Linked DNA regions of Mus musculus: regions 1, 2, 3 and 4 are each linked to region 5. A link is a contact called in public Hi-C and promoter capture Hi-C data. All regions are on one chromosome and are shown on one strand. Each heading gives the region's core, a stretch centred on a gene start, on an enhancer-like site or on the middle of the called end of the contact. The rest is flanking DNA. Distances are from core to core; before and after follow the strand shown.

What was found. Promoter capture Hi-C pulls out the DNA fragments that hold promoters and counts their contacts. Hi-C and Micro-C count contacts between places; a contact is called where the count stands out from the background.
Region 1: a promoter capture Hi-C map of pre-B cells shows a contact between it and region 5, with 3 times the contacts expected there. The contact joins the promoter of Ggact here to the promoter of Mbnl2 in region 5. A contact is called at or near these places in 3 of 39 promoter capture datasets (liver and pre-B cells).
Region 2: a Hi-C map of the G1E-ER4 cell line shows a contact between it and region 5, with 4 times the contacts expected there. The contact joins the enhancer-like site here to the promoter of Mbnl2 in region 5.
Region 3: a promoter capture Hi-C map of the HPC-7 cell line shows a contact between it and region 5. The contact joins the promoter of Tgds here to the promoter of Mbnl2 in region 5. A contact is called at or near these places in 5 of 39 promoter capture datasets (the C10 cell line, the HPC-7 cell line, liver and 1 more), 3 of 484 Hi-C or Micro-C datasets (the G1E-ER4 cell line, pre-B cells and regulatory T cells), 1 of 115 datasets of contacts at active chromatin or transcription factors (thymic regulatory T cells) and 1 of 9 other capture datasets (liver).
Region 4: a promoter capture Hi-C map of pre-B cells shows a contact between it and region 5, with 13 times the contacts expected there. The contact joins the promoter of Tmtc4 here to the promoter of Mbnl2 in region 5. A contact is called at or near these places in 3 of 39 promoter capture datasets (liver and pre-B cells), 2 of 484 Hi-C or Micro-C datasets (B cells and CD8 T cells) and 1 of 9 other capture datasets (liver).

The regions. Positions count from the first base shown.
Region 1 is chr14:122,911,586-122,914,417 of GRCm38.p6, reverse strand. It overlaps Ggact (gamma-glutamylamine cyclotransferase), which reads left to right and starts at 1,253. Exons shown (of 3, transcript NM_145466.2): 1 at 1,253-1,317. It overlaps 4930594M22Rik (RIKEN cDNA 4930594M22 gene), which reads right to left and starts at 1,388. Exons shown (of 2, transcript NR_155287.1): 1 at 1,126-1,388.
Region 2 is chr14:118,187,159-118,189,917 of GRCm38.p6, reverse strand. No RefSeq gene overlaps it. Among named protein-coding and RNA genes, the nearest start is that of 4933431J24Rik, 22 kb to the left of the region's middle. Within about 2 kb of position 1,352, at least 5 of the 459 cell types and tissues checked have an H3K27ac peak or open chromatin away from gene starts, as enhancers often do. A contact at or near this core is called in the G1E-ER4 cell line, where this site is marked.
Region 3 is chr14:118,131,471-118,134,170 of GRCm38.p6, reverse strand. Tgds (TDP-glucose 4,6-dehydratase) reads left to right here and starts at 1,406. Exons shown (of 12, transcript NM_029578.3): 1 at 1,406-1,527. The coding sequence starts at 1,442.
Region 4 is chr14:122,981,733-122,984,610 of GRCm38.p6, reverse strand. It overlaps Tmtc4 (transmembrane and tetratricopeptide repeat containing 4), which reads left to right and starts at 1,328. Exons shown (of 18, transcript NM_028651.3): 1 at 1,328-1,439.
Region 5 is chr14:120,274,317-120,277,044 of GRCm38.p6, reverse strand. It overlaps Mbnl2 (muscleblind like splicing factor 2), which reads right to left and starts at 1,376. Exons shown (of 8, transcript NM_207515.2): 1 at 1,140-1,376. All of the region lies in intron 2 of Gm52122 (a long non-coding RNA gene), which reads left to right.

The DNA of each region.
Region 1 (2,832 bases), core at 4-2,503, 2.6 Mb before region 5:
CTGGAACCTGGGATTAGTTGCTTATTTACTTTGTGCCCCAGTTGCTTCCAGTAAATACAATGGGACCACTACTGGTTTTATTGATTTCTCCACTGTAAAATGAGATTGTGGTAAAGGAGTAACTTCAAGCATACTTAGACCCTTAACCTTCTTCTTCAACGATTTAGTTTTGTAAATTAGCTTGCCGCATTATGAGTGGCTCTGAGACTTTCGTAGTACTGCTTTGTTCTTCTCTCCATGCCTCCTTCCCTCATCCCTGCCCATCTTTGATGTCATGTGTAATCCTATTACTCCCTGTTTCTCCCCTTCCCAGGCCCTCCTTTAAGACCCCATTTTCCTTCTCATGGTCCTCTTTCTATAAAATTGGTGGTTTATAAATGTGATGATTGTTCAGGGTTCTTGTAGACTTGGACATCTATTTAAAATACAACCACTTCAGCATCATTTGATGCTACGTGAAAACCAAGAATATAACACGATTTCAAGTACTCCACATACACAAAGTCAAAGGGATGGGAAATGATGAAAGGAAAAGCAGTAGTCATATAGTTAATTTGGGTCTCGATGAGGAGACAATGGGTCTCTAGTCTCACCATCTCTGTGACGTTGCTTTCACATCCCGATAGGGACATATAGAACTCTCCAGCATCACGCCTGCCTGCATTCTGCCATAGGAACATCCTTCCATGATAAAGATCTCTAGAGAAAAAATTGCCCTCAGCTTTTGGTTCTCATACATCTTATGTCCTAAGGGTAGGATGTAGGGGAAAGCTAGTTCTTCCATTAGCTCCTAAACAAGTTTTATTTTAAAAAGAGTTGGTAAGTAGGCAGAATTGCTACAGTTACCTGTATCCCGTAGGGATATGTACGAGCAGATGCGATGCCTTAATTGTCCTGTGGAGCCTTCCTCAGATCTGAGTTTAGCATCACCTCAGTGTCTATGTGAAGGGGTGAGTCTCTCTGAAGTAGTGAATCTTAGGCGTGTTTGGGTCTAACGTGGAGTCAAAGCATGTGTGATGTAGAGCTGAACCTGGTGGGAGCAGTCGAGCCCGTGTCTGGTGGTGGGAGTGGTGGTGGGGAGCTTGCTTGCTTGCATTTCGGAGGAATGTGGCTTCGGGTTCTTACCTGCGCGGTTCCGGCACATGGGGAGTGGCGTGCGCGCTGCCAGGTGCGCTCCGTGGCGCTGCCGGGGCGGGCGGAGCGGCGAGAGACCAGCAGGAGCGCCGCCCGGGGCGGTTTGGTTGCGACACCCGCCCAGCTGGGCATTTCCGCTCCGTGGTCCGGGCGCGCTCCTCGTGATTCCCCCGACCGCTGCAGGTGAGGCGCCGAGGCGGGCTGGGACTGGGAGCCTGGGGGCGGCTTAGGGACTCTGTCACCAGCCAGCGAATGTCCGCTAGCGTCCCGGCGTATGGGTCTGCCTGGCGGAACGCGCTGGGCGGAGCGCGCATTTGACCCCCCACCCCCACCCCGGAAAGCTGCCCGGGCGGCCCGTGCTGTGACTGCTACCGGAGCGGAGCTGATGCTTGCTCTCGCGGGACAGACAGCTCCAACAGGTAGCTTAAGATCCTAAGGGAATGTGGCTAGCGGTTTTCAAAAGAAATGTTTTTTTAATTTTACTTTAGGAGTCACTTATGTGTGAAGAGTCCAAAACCTGAAAAAGAATCCTAAACCAACTTCTGTTGGTCCGTTTCACATCTGGATTTCCTTTGGAACCAGTAGTAAAACGCCTGGAACTTTGGCGATCCATCCCTTTGATTCTATCCGTGGTTATTATTGCTGTTTAACTCTAATCAACGAGTTATAACGTTACAGCCTCGCTTAAAACCCATTTGAGGTGTGCGTGTATTTTAACTTAGCTTAACTCCAAGCTCATTTATTTATGTTAAAAGATTTCTTCTAATTGAAGTCTTTCTCCTGGTCTGTTTCCTGTAACTGAAGTGCTTGCTAAGTGAGGAACTCTGCAGTTTGGCCTCATTTTCCTGAACCTTCTCTGAGAAGTCCCTGAGTAAGCAGGCCAGACTTCAACAATAGAGGGCATTTTTCTCTAAAAGCTAGTTTGCAAAGTTAATTGGTGGATTTTTTTTTTTTTTGTACTGAACCTTTTATTTAAACTAGTGAACTTACAAACCATGTCCTTAGCATGCAAAAGGCCCAAGATTGGCTCTCCAGCACTGGAAAATAAGCAGACCAAGTTGGGATTAGGAATGTGGCTCAGTGGTAGAATTCACCCTTCTGTGTGAAGTGGTGAGCTGGACTGACGTCTGTCTGTGGTGGTCATTAGTGGATGGCAGTGTGTGGTACAGAACCAAAACCAAAACCAAAACCCTGCAAAGGTTAATTTTTTTTAAGTACAGGATCAAGCCAGGTGTGGTGGCTTATGTCTGTGATTCCAGCACTCAGAACGCTAAAGCAGACCATCCTGGGATATGCAAGATCTTACATCAAAAAAATATCAAAACCAAAACAAATAAAAGTTTCTTCTTTATCTAGTAAGAACTTTTGAGAGCTCCAGTTCTGTCTGTCAAAGCTTGAAAAGGAGTCATGGGATGACTCTTTATTGGCCTTGGCCAGGGTCTTGTTAGGGGAGAGGACCCTCTGCCCTACAGACTAGTGCTGTCATGTTTGAAGAGGGACATGGTCCATGGGAAGGTAGCAATAGGAAGACGACATCAAATGATCTTAGCAGCCTTCTCTAGAACATTCCCCATCTGAAGCCAGTAAATACTGGAAATTTTATTTGGAGACTCTGAGCTAACAATAACCACCCAGCATCTTGACTAACACTCATCCTTCAGTCAAAGGCTTCCCTGTATTGTCCCACCCCTATAGCCA
Region 2 (2,759 bases), core at 103-2,602, 2.1 Mb after region 5:
GTCTGAATTAGATATTGGCTTAGATATTTGGCGGCCATCTTCCATCATGTTTAGATATGTGTACGCAAATAGATACCACATGGATGTACTGAAGCCTAGATACATATATGCACACACATGTAACACAGACAAAGAATGATGGGCCATGATGGGGGCTATGTTATGTAGTACCCACAGATAAAAAGAAACAGCTTCCTCAGACCCATTTTATGTGTTTCAAGTACAAAGCTAACTTAGACCATAAATCTAAGAGCCAAACTTCCCTTCCAGTCTTGAGCCTTGCTTGACTCTAGAGTTGTACACAGAAAATACTAGTCAACGCATCATAGGAAACAAAATGGAAATCCAAGTCAACTACACCAAAGTCCAGCTCCTGTAGCAGACATCCCAGAAATAGTGCGGTGGGCAATTAGAGTCTGGCCTTTCAACCCTAACTGTTCTCTTCTCAACGTTCTCCTGTCTGTTCTGTGCACTTCCAGGCAAACAGACTGGGTTTTTTTTGTTTGTTTGGGGTTTTTGATTTGTTTTGTTTTGTTTTGTTTTTTTGTGTGTGTGATACATTGTACCACACACATACACACACACACACACACACACACACACACACACACACACACACACACACACAGAGTAACTACAAAGAGTTGTTTGTCACATGCTGGCCAAGGAAAGTGGTGCTAAATTGTGCTTCCTAGTAAATGGGAAGAGTAAATTAGAGCTCATACTTTCAACACATGCAGAACAAACATGGAAGTCGGTGGGCAGACACAAAGGCAAGTAAACCGAGACGGGTGTAAAAAAAGTAACTGCTGTGCTCCGAGTTAAGCGCACCTCAAAGCAAAAACACTGGTGTTTTTTAAATAACAGAAGCAATAAAATCCCATTGTGGATTAATCTTCTGCCAAATTTTGTTTTTTAATCAAATCTATTTTGAGCCAAAGCAAATACAGAAATGCAAATGAGGGACCTGATCCTCTAGATCTTGAGGACATGTAAGGGCCGATACACTTCAAAGATTGTTTTAAACCATAACGTAAGCTCACCATACAATACAGCCAAACACACTTATTTGTAAACCTTTTAATTTTACACTCATGTAAAGTTTGGGCTTTTAAGAAGGAAGCTTTTTTTTTTAAGTCCTAAAAGTAGATGTTTAATAAGTAAATACTGATATAATTTAATAACATATGTGTGTTATAATTTGAGATTGTGAGAGAACTCAGTTGTCCCCCTCTCCCCCCATGGTGAAGGGACCCAACTGCAACAGCAAACTACATGCAGGAGAGGAAGGTGCTGGGCACAGCCTATCTTCTGCAGACACCCATCCCACTGAACAGAGTCCAGACAGTTTAGGGGAGGGTTGTTTATACTGTCTTCCTGTGTGCTTTCCCAGCTGGGATGCAATATTCACCAGGAGACCTAATCAAACTCTTGAGAGCGTTTTTTTGTTTGTTTGTTTGTTTTTTGTTTTTTTTTTTTAAATCTCTGAGTGTGAAAATGCTGTTCAAACAGCCTGTTAATGAAGCCATCCACCATGTTGTTCTTGCAGCTGAAGGAAGCTCTGGCTGGCCTCAGGCAGTGCCTGCACTCAGCTGGCAACTGTCTTAACCTTTGTGGACAGACTCTTCCTGTAAAAAACAAAAAAACAAAAAAACCGCCAACCCACATGCTGTCAAAGCAAAGTGTGATAATGTCCATGGACATCCACTGTGACCGACATTTGGTGTTATGAGGCCACACTCTGGAGAGCTACATACTAATGTGGCATTCTGGGGATGCTTCATAGACTCCCAAACATACGAAAGAATGTGTTTTAGCCTTTTGAAGCCAGGGATCCCAGAATTGGAAAATAGATACATATTGTTGATCAAAACAACAAAACAAAACAAAAATAATCTTCCCTGGATTCTCCTCTCCCTGGACGCTCAACACGGGCTGTGCCACGCGCTATGTCAAGTTTAAAAGGCACAGCGAGTGAAGAGCAAACATCACTGGCAAGAGACCTTTCTAGTGCTTCAGGGGACAAGGCTGTCGTTGTAACGGACCTTCAGGAGGTAAGAGCATTTCCAATCACTAATGTCTTTCTAAAAGTCTAGCCTAAACCATTCTTCCTATTGCTTGGAACTGTCCTGCATCATTCTGCCTCGGGTGCAACATGGAATGTTCACACACACACACACCCCCAACCCCCGGCTGGTGCAACATGGAATGTTTCCCTTCACATTTGTCCTCTCTCACTTTTCTAAGAAATTCACTTACTTTTACTCTCTCTCTCTCTCTCTCTCTCTCTCTCTCTCTCTCTCTCTCTCTCTCTCTCTCTCTCGTAAATAAATCCATGTACCCTTCCTTTAGATTTAGTTATGCAATCAACTTCATGTTGTTTCAGCTTATTTTTTCCCACCTGCTTCATTATATCCTAGGTCAGCTGGACCTTAGATTTCGAGCCCAGCTATGCTGACAGAAGAGAGTAACACGAACTTGTGGTTCCTCTGCTTTGTGAAGTCTGTGCAGTCTCATTCTACTGCAGTGTGATTTAAGCTCTGCTCTGCACCTCGAGTCTGTGCCTCCCTTATGTCAAGCACCCCTATTTGCTTGCTTTTTCACAACTGCAATCACAATGGCATTTGAATATCTCTCCATTACGGATTTAGTAAAATTAAAACGAACCGTTCAGAAGGATACAATTTGACCGATTTTGATGAGTGTGTAAATCCACATAGCCGACTCCCAGTGGGGTCTGTTTCCAGCAGCCCAGAGAG
Region 3 (2,700 bases), core at 157-2,656, 2.1 Mb after region 5:
TCCCTCCAGCCTTTGTTTATACAGATTGACTGCCTGGGTTTCTTGATGGTGCTCTCTGAACCTTTCTTTCAGAGCATTGCCAGGTTTTTCATTGTTTGATAAAATAAAACCCTACTAAGTTTAAGTTGTTGAAAGCTTTAATTGTGTAAATGGTAAACCAAGAACGTGGGTGAGGTTGATTCTAAAGGAAAAGCAGAGCATGGGCTTTGATTACTGTAGGCACTTTCCCTTTGTCTCGTGTGTGTGTGTGTGTGTGTGTGTGTGTGTGTGTGTGTGTGTGCTTGAGACAGGGTTTCTCTGTGTAACCTGGCTGTCCCGAAACTCACTCTGTAGACCAGGCTGTCCTTGAACTCAGAGATCCATCTGCTTCTGCCTCCCAGGTGCTGGCACTAGAGGTGTGTGCTATCACCTGCTGGCTTCATGTCTTTCTTCTTGATCAGTAATGTTATTCTCTTTCACTGAAGACAGGCTTTTTTTTTTTTTTTTTGATGCCTCGGTACATAAAAAATTAATATGACTTCTAATCACTCCCACTTGGTAGAGCCTCCGAATTCATAGAAAGCAGCAGACTATAATATAAACAGCAGTGAGCAATCATATGATAAGCCCACTTGTTGATGAGTGTGTGATAGATCTGGTCCCAGAGAAATGAATGGCCTTACCTCCATGGAGCAGAGACAGTGAGAAATTACATCAGTGGCCAATTTGTTGATGAATGATAAGAAGAAAACAAAAAAAAAAAAATGGTTCTGCATGGTTAGAGTCAAGGAATGACTCTAATAGGAAGATGGCACTCAAACTGAGAACTGAAGGAGGTAAACACTAGTCAGACATCCGAGGAAAGGGCAGGTAGACCAGGGAAGAACACCTGGTAATATAAATAAGAGCAAGAAGGACCAGGATTGGGGCACAGTGAGCAGACAAGAGAAGAGAGTAAAACCTTCCAGGGAACTCTGCAAAACTTACTTATCATGATTGCAAGCGGCCTTCGCCTTTTGTGACAGTATTTACAACAGTGAAACATAATTTTGCAATGCAACTTTCCATTTCCATACTGCATACATTCTAGAGGATTCTGCTCAGCTGGGTGTTAGTCTATGAGCATAGCTGAAGTTCAAAAATGAAGGCATCGATTCATAACTCCGAATTTCTAAGCACCTATAGTAGTAATCCATGCTGGTGACACTTGCTTAGAAAATATTCCAGACCCTAGTACCAATGACCCTAATTTCTCCTAGCTGGTGACTATGGGCTAGAGAGTGCGCGCCTGCGCAGTGCCACTGCCGGCTCCGCCCCTCTTTTGGGGTCTGGGAGAACCCGGAAGCCTCTGCGACTTCCTTTGAACGTGTCGGGGGCGGGGCATGTCGTAAAGCGTCGTGAAGCTGCTTCCCTCGGTTCTTCAGACGCCGCGCTTTACGGCGCTGGCTCTGCAGAGCTGAAGATGTCCGCTGCGAGCCGGGAGGAGCGTTCTGGTCCTCCCGGCAGCTTCGCGAAGCGGGTCCTGGTGACCGGGGGTGCTGGTTTCATGTAGGTAACGGTGCTGGTGGCTGAGAAGTTTCTCCCCACAAATCCTAACCTTGCCCTGCGGTTCTCCTTGTCTTTTGCACTTCGGGTCCACGACTTTGCAGATCCGTTATGGGGAGGGTCCCAATGCACAGCCCGGATGTCCATCCGGTTTCCCTCACTTTCTGGCCAGCCAAGACGAGGTTGCTTCGAAAATGCGACTTCTTTAACACCTTCCCCACAAAAAGGGGAACTCAGGAGTGCCTTGCTGCTGTCCCACCCCCTACCTGCCCGGGGGTGTTTACCACCTGTCACTTTTCTGAGAAGCACACATCAGTTTCATTCCCTTTTCTTCCCGCTCTCTGACAAAGCTCCGGCCAGCAGATGAAGGCCTTTCCAAAAGCTCGCCTCTACACGATGTGAGGATCGATCGTAATGGGACTCTTTGTCTTGTCTTCTCTTTTTTAGAAACTGTTTACAAATCCTTTGTTATTCCCAACCTGTTTGAGGCTCACACCCACCTACCGTGAAACTGTCCTTTCTATTTGTGTCAAAGCTTATTCTTAATTTGACTTCTGTTCCCTGCCTCCTTTTCCTTAGAACACTGCTACTATCCCTCTCCTGTTGATCTCGCGCGTTTTCTTTACACTTTGTAGAGTGTGTTCCTAAGTGAGATAGATGCAGCTGCATAGAGTTTTACAGTCATGGTTTCTGTGAGACTTGTAATGAAAGTCCAGGGTCTTTATCCGATCTAGAAGACTCGGGTGCTCGAGCCCTGCTTCCCAACCTAGTCTCTTGCTTTTCTGTACTCGCCCACAACCCTCTCAGGCTTCTCGGAGCACAGGAGGTTAGTGCTGCTTCCCGACTTGAGGCAGTTGCATAGGCTGTTAATTTACCCGCATATCACCTTCAGAGTGCTTATGGGAACACCTTAGGCCACCCATCCACTCAGCACTACCTGAAATTACATTGAGTACTTGTGTTTACTTGTTTATGGCCTTGCCCTTCTTCTAGAGTATAAACTGTGTGAGAGTAGACTGATGTTCATTAAGCTCCCACAGAAAGAAAGGTCAGGGCCATATCGTGAAGGTCTTCTGTAAGAGTTGAGTGGATGGATGCGTGAGCGATCCACAGGAAGTTCTGTCCTTGTAGTGTCTCCTGCATGGGGAGGGGTCAGAGAGTCTTGGTTACTGCCCA
Region 4 (2,878 bases), core at 79-2,578, 2.7 Mb before region 5:
GGACTAAAGCCGACTTTGGTTTGTGATACTCTGGCTGTCACAGACCACCAGAAGGAAGGCAGAGAAAGCATGACGGATGTCTTACTATTTGAGATGTGGTGGCATATACAAGGGGAGAAGCTAAGTGGGGAACTAGATAAATAGGTTTGAACTCCGAGAAAGCAAGGAAAAGAAGTGTAAATCTGAAATGTATTGATTGGAGTGTTGGCAGCAGATTAAATCATACAGGGAAATTTGTGGAGTAGGAGAAAAGGATGAGGCTTTTAAAACTCTTAGCGATCATTCAGGGCAGGCAAGCCAGTCAAATAGACTTGGGGGTGGGGTGGGGGAGGGGGACAGGAGAGAGAAAAGGCAATAGGCATAAAGAAGAGGGCATTTTAAGGAGGAGGAAATTGTGAGATGAGGTAGCATTGGGAAGCAAAATGTCCTCTGGCCTTAGTAAGGGCAGAAGACAGCAGAGGTGACTGGCAAATGCAGTTTCCCTGAATGAAAGCCAAATGAATGAAGTTGGAAACAGCTGTGGTTGGGGGTGGAGGTGGGGGTGGGGGAGGGGAGAAGCACTCTGCTTCAGCGATGAAGGGCAGCGAAAGGCAGGGTGACACATAGAGCAGAGGAAAGCTTGGAAGTCACTTGGTGCTGAGGATGCGGACTCCACTCCAAAGAGGGAGACAGATCAGAGACTGATGCTTTGAGGAGGGTCGGAGGTCATTGAGGTTTGAGGTCTGTAAGTCTGGTAGTGGAAAGTACAAAGGTTTTTTCTCTTGAAGGTGGCAGCACAAATAAGTACTAGGAGTGGAAACTGAGTGGGTGACCTTCCCATCAGGAGGGAGGTGTAGCACCTAGTGGTCGTGACTGTATGGCACTGCTCCAAAGGAGGCGCAGTCCTGAGGTTGCACGGCCTTAGGAGGAGGAAGTCACTTCCCGTTTCAAAGGGAGAAAGTGGGGACATTTCTTCAACAACTTCAGACAGAAAGAAGCGTGGAGTTGAGATTTTCTGCAGGGATTCCACAGCCCTCGGCGGAACGTGCGAGACAAGCCAGGAATAGGCTTAGAACGCACGGATCCGCAGGGAACAGCGGCCAGGCCCGGGAACCGCCGCTGCTGCTTCGCGTCCCAGCTGCGCTTTCTCTTCCCAGCAAAGCCTGTCTGCCCCTGCGCCTCCTTCGTGGCGAGCGCTCTGTTCCGACGTCACTCCGACACGGACCAATAAGCGGAAGAGGAGAGCGTGAGTGATGGAAAGGGCAACCGATGGTCCCGCGGCGGGAGGCGGGACTAGACGGGAGCGGGCAGCCGCGAGTGGGAAGCGGCGCGGCGGGGGGCGGGACGCGGCGGGGTGGGAGTGGGAGGGCAGCCCCTCCCCTGGCGGCGGCGGGCTGGGGAGCCGCCGGAGTTTAAGCACGCGGGAGGGGAGATGAGATCGCGGCTCGTGCTCCTTGCAGGTAAAGCGCGGGGCGGCCCGCTGAGGGCCGAGCGCAGCTGCAGGGCGCTCGGAGTTGGGCGCGGGCTCCCGGGCTCTCAGCTGAGCCGCCAGCCCTGCGCTGGGGCCCGGGGGCGGCGCCCGAGCTCTGCACCTCTACTAGAGTTAGCTCCGACACTCGAGCTGCCTCCCGCGGACGCCGCCCCGGGCGGTCTGCGCCTGGGTAGAAGCCGCACCCCGGACAAAGAGCGCGCGGTAAGGGTGCGCGCCCCGAGCTCAAGCTCCGGCACTGCCCTGCTACGGCCGAGGTCGCCGAGCCAGACCCTTGCCTGCTACTGTCTGACCCAGCCGTGCAACAGCTTTGTAACCCGGGAGTCCACCGGGTGCAGCGGCCACCTGGCCGCGGGGTCCCCGCGCCTGGTCGCCAGCTGGCCAAGGCACGGGCGACGGCTGGACACAGCCGGGTAGCTTGGCCGCCCGCCCAGGGTTACACGGAGAGCCACCCAGCAGAGCCAGGAGTGCCAGTTACTCTACGCTCAACTGTGGAGCAAAGCTGGTACCACTGGCCTGGGAGCCTGGAACGGCTGCCAGGAGTTGGGGGAGCCAAGCAGGTGGTGTAGCAACCGCCTCACCTCCTGCGAACTCCACGGGGAGTCTGGGTTGTTGATGTTGTGACTGTGGGCTGTTTGTGTTTTCTTTCTTTTTATAACTACACACAAAAGAAAGGAGGAGTTAGAGGACAGATATCTCCACTGAATCATCCACACTTTGCTCTCTCCCCGTGAACAGATGGATGGGGAGAATTATAGTAAGGATTGACTGGAACCATTTTTGCCCCTTGTACCTGCATCCCCCGAAAGCTGTGCACTATAGGTGGAACTGGGGCAAAGTGAGGTATGCTCGCCCACCTGGGTGGGAAAATGGTTACATGCTAGCAAAGTGGAAACTTTCTGAGGCAGAAATTCTGAATGTGAAACCTCAGATGGGCAGCCACTTCTTGAATTAGGAAGATGGGTCACAACAGGATTCACCTTACTCTGCTTTTGGCCCATCACTACAGAGGATGGCTGGCTCCTTTGCCTCTAGCACAATGTGTGCTAGCTCTCTCTGCATCGTGCCAGATACGGGTGGTCAGAAACTATCACATTATTTAATCTGATTTCTAGAGGCAAGGTTGCCCTCCATCCTGAAGGGCAACTGGCCCTGGATGCATTGCCCTTAATGTAAAGGACAAGAGGCTCTCCATGCCTGTGGAAGAGTCTCCAGTTAGGTGGCTGCAGCCGGTTCCCCGTTTTCCCGGGGTGAATCAATTAGGTTGGGTCACTCTGCCTCATTGCAGCCAGGGCTGCTGTGACCATTGTTATCGGAAGCTTACAGTTCACAGCTCAGTGCCATTTAGCCTCTGGGGAGATATTGTTTGAGGTCTTTTTGACCTTTTGATTATTGACAGATGAATATATT
Region 5 (2,728 bases), core at 127-2,626:
CTTAATCTTTGTCTTTTAAAGAGACAGTAAGGCTTTTTTGAAGAACATTAGAACATTCACGGAGGTGGCAGTTAGGCAAGTTTTTTTTCCCCCCTTCGCTTCAGTGCTTGCTAACTATTCTAAAAATGTTACACATTTATTGTAAACACATGCTTCCAAGGCCTAACAAAAAAAACACGGTTTCCTCAGCCTGGCAGAAATTTAAAACGGAAAAGGGCAGAAAGAATTCTTTAACACAGAGAAAGCCTTCCCTTCTCCTGGGCCAAGTGTGTTAAAAATAAATCTGCTTCACCCTTTCCAGCCGCTGCTTCTCGGCAAGAAAGTTGATCTGGCTGGGCATAGTGAGAGCCCAGCTTTAAAAGCTAGCCTGCTCTCATTAAATTATTCTGCTGGCTGTGTGTTCTCATTAAAAATGCATACAGATCAGATAATTGCAGTAAGCATTATTAACCCAGCCTTACTTTTGAATATAATGGTTCCACTTTTAAGCTGGAAACAAAGACAGAGGCTGCCAGGAAAAGCAATGTAAACATTGAACCACAGTGTCTAAGACTAGCCAGGAAGCTTCCTCTTCTGCCCTGGTGCTGCTTAAAATGTGCTTTTGAAACTCAATTAAAGCCATTGCCCTGTAGCACCAGGGTGGCCCCCAATTTCCAAGAAACAGACATATTTTCGTCCCAAACGTTCAGCCGATGATTATTTAAGCAGATTTTTTTTTTAAATTCTTAATTTCAAGTATGTTTTCAAAGAACAGGAAACACGTAAACTTTATTCTGTAGCCCACTCTGGCAGTAAAAAACCTCCATTATCTTAAGATAATCCTGGCCTGGATCTTTCAGATAATTAAAGATAATAATAATAAACAAATCTGTCCTTTAAATAAATAAATAAAAACCTCGGTTTTTTTTTTTTTTTTTTAATGCCTCACCCTAAACGGGCGGCGTAGATTCCAGCTTTGCCGTTTCTTGTTCTCAAATCCAAACGTTACGTAAAACTCCAGGGTTTCCTGCGAGTATTCCGTTCGAATTAGTGGAATCGGTCTCCCTGGCTTCCCTAAGCACACACATGGAATGCAGCATACTGCAGCAAACTCTTTAAACATTAAAAAAAAATTGGGGAGGGGGGGTTGTTTCTCCTACCTTGTTTAGCTCTGCTCGTCTTCCCCATGTACAGTAACCCCAAGAACATCTGGCAGGACCGAGTGGCCGTGGCTTCTCCACCGCATCATGAGGAAGGGGGGTCCATGCAAATAGTTCTCCGTCCCTGTTTATTGTACTCTGCGAGCCGCCGGCCGTGGCTGGAAAATTTTACCTTCAGATGATGAAGCAAAGACAGTCTAAACTCTGTTGCTGTGAGCTGCAGCCCTTCCTTCCCACAGGCCCCGCCCAGGCTCAGCCCACCAATCCCCGGCCAGCTCGTCAGCCCTCCTCGTCTGAAACTGGTCCTCATAGGATGACTGACACAGCAACACAGCGCTGGCAGGCTCTGAAAACAGTGCGTCCATACTGATGGAAAAGGGATCTCCCTCTCCGAGGAAAGCAGTCATAGCTCCGAGACAAAGTGGCACATAATTGGCAGAGCACAGAGAGGGGTAGCTCAGACAAATACGCTTCGAGACACCCAGCCCGTAGCTGGGAGTTGCATCATAAACACTCCGGGAATCACGAAACTCCTAAGATGGCCAAGAAATCCAATTGGATCCCAAACTAAAGTCTTAGGGCGTTTGAGGAAGCATACTGACATAGATGTACACATTCGTTTGTGAGACAATTCAGTGTTTTTCATGCAAAGTGATACCTTACGAAACATTTGCAGGCAATTTCCATGACGGAGGGAGGCTATAGCCAAGTTGGATTGCACACTGAAGACCAGACCATGCTTGAAGCCCCAGCACACAGCTTTTCTAGAGAGCTGTCATTTCAGTGGCTACTTACTGGAACCCATATATTTTCCATCTAAGTTTCCAGAGCACTAGAGACTTCAATTAGGGGATGCCGAAGGACAGAACTGATATCTCTACATTAAGCTTTGAGGCTCTTGGCTGGCACCCACTGGGGGATTAACTGTGTCTTAACCTTCTTAGATGCCATTTGATAAATGCTCATACGTTGCCCATCCTGTCTTTAGTGCCGCAATGACTGCTGGAGGGCGTTTACTGCTGAATACACATGGCACTGACCTAAGGGACATCCTCCATTTTCAATCTACAAAGGTTGACCCACAGATGCCAGAGGTTCCCTAAGATAAAGCAAGAAAAAAAAGAACGGAAAGGGTTATTTTTTTCTTCTTCTCAGTCAACAGCATTTCTGCATGCTTTGAAAACAAAAACAAAAACATATGGCATTTAGAAAACACAATAAGCACACATTTTCCTTCCACAAAACACAACATTTTGCATCTTAAAAATTAAGTATGAAGGTCCCGTGACTAACTACAGGCAAGAACAAAGATCCTATTCATCTGAAAGATTGAGCCTCTCTCTCTCTCTCTCTCTCTCTCTCTCTCTCTCTCTCTCTCTCTCTCTCTCTCTCTCTCTGCAACTGTTTAACGAATGCATCTGGAATGGAGTAACAGGGCAGAATGTAATGGTTTTGGTATTTTTAGATTTTGGAATTGTGTTCTTAAAACACATCATTTCTTGTGACTTGTGGACTAATTTTCTTCAATAGAATATCTTATTTTACTCCTCTTCACTTTAATCTCTAATATTGATTTTCATTTCTAGTCA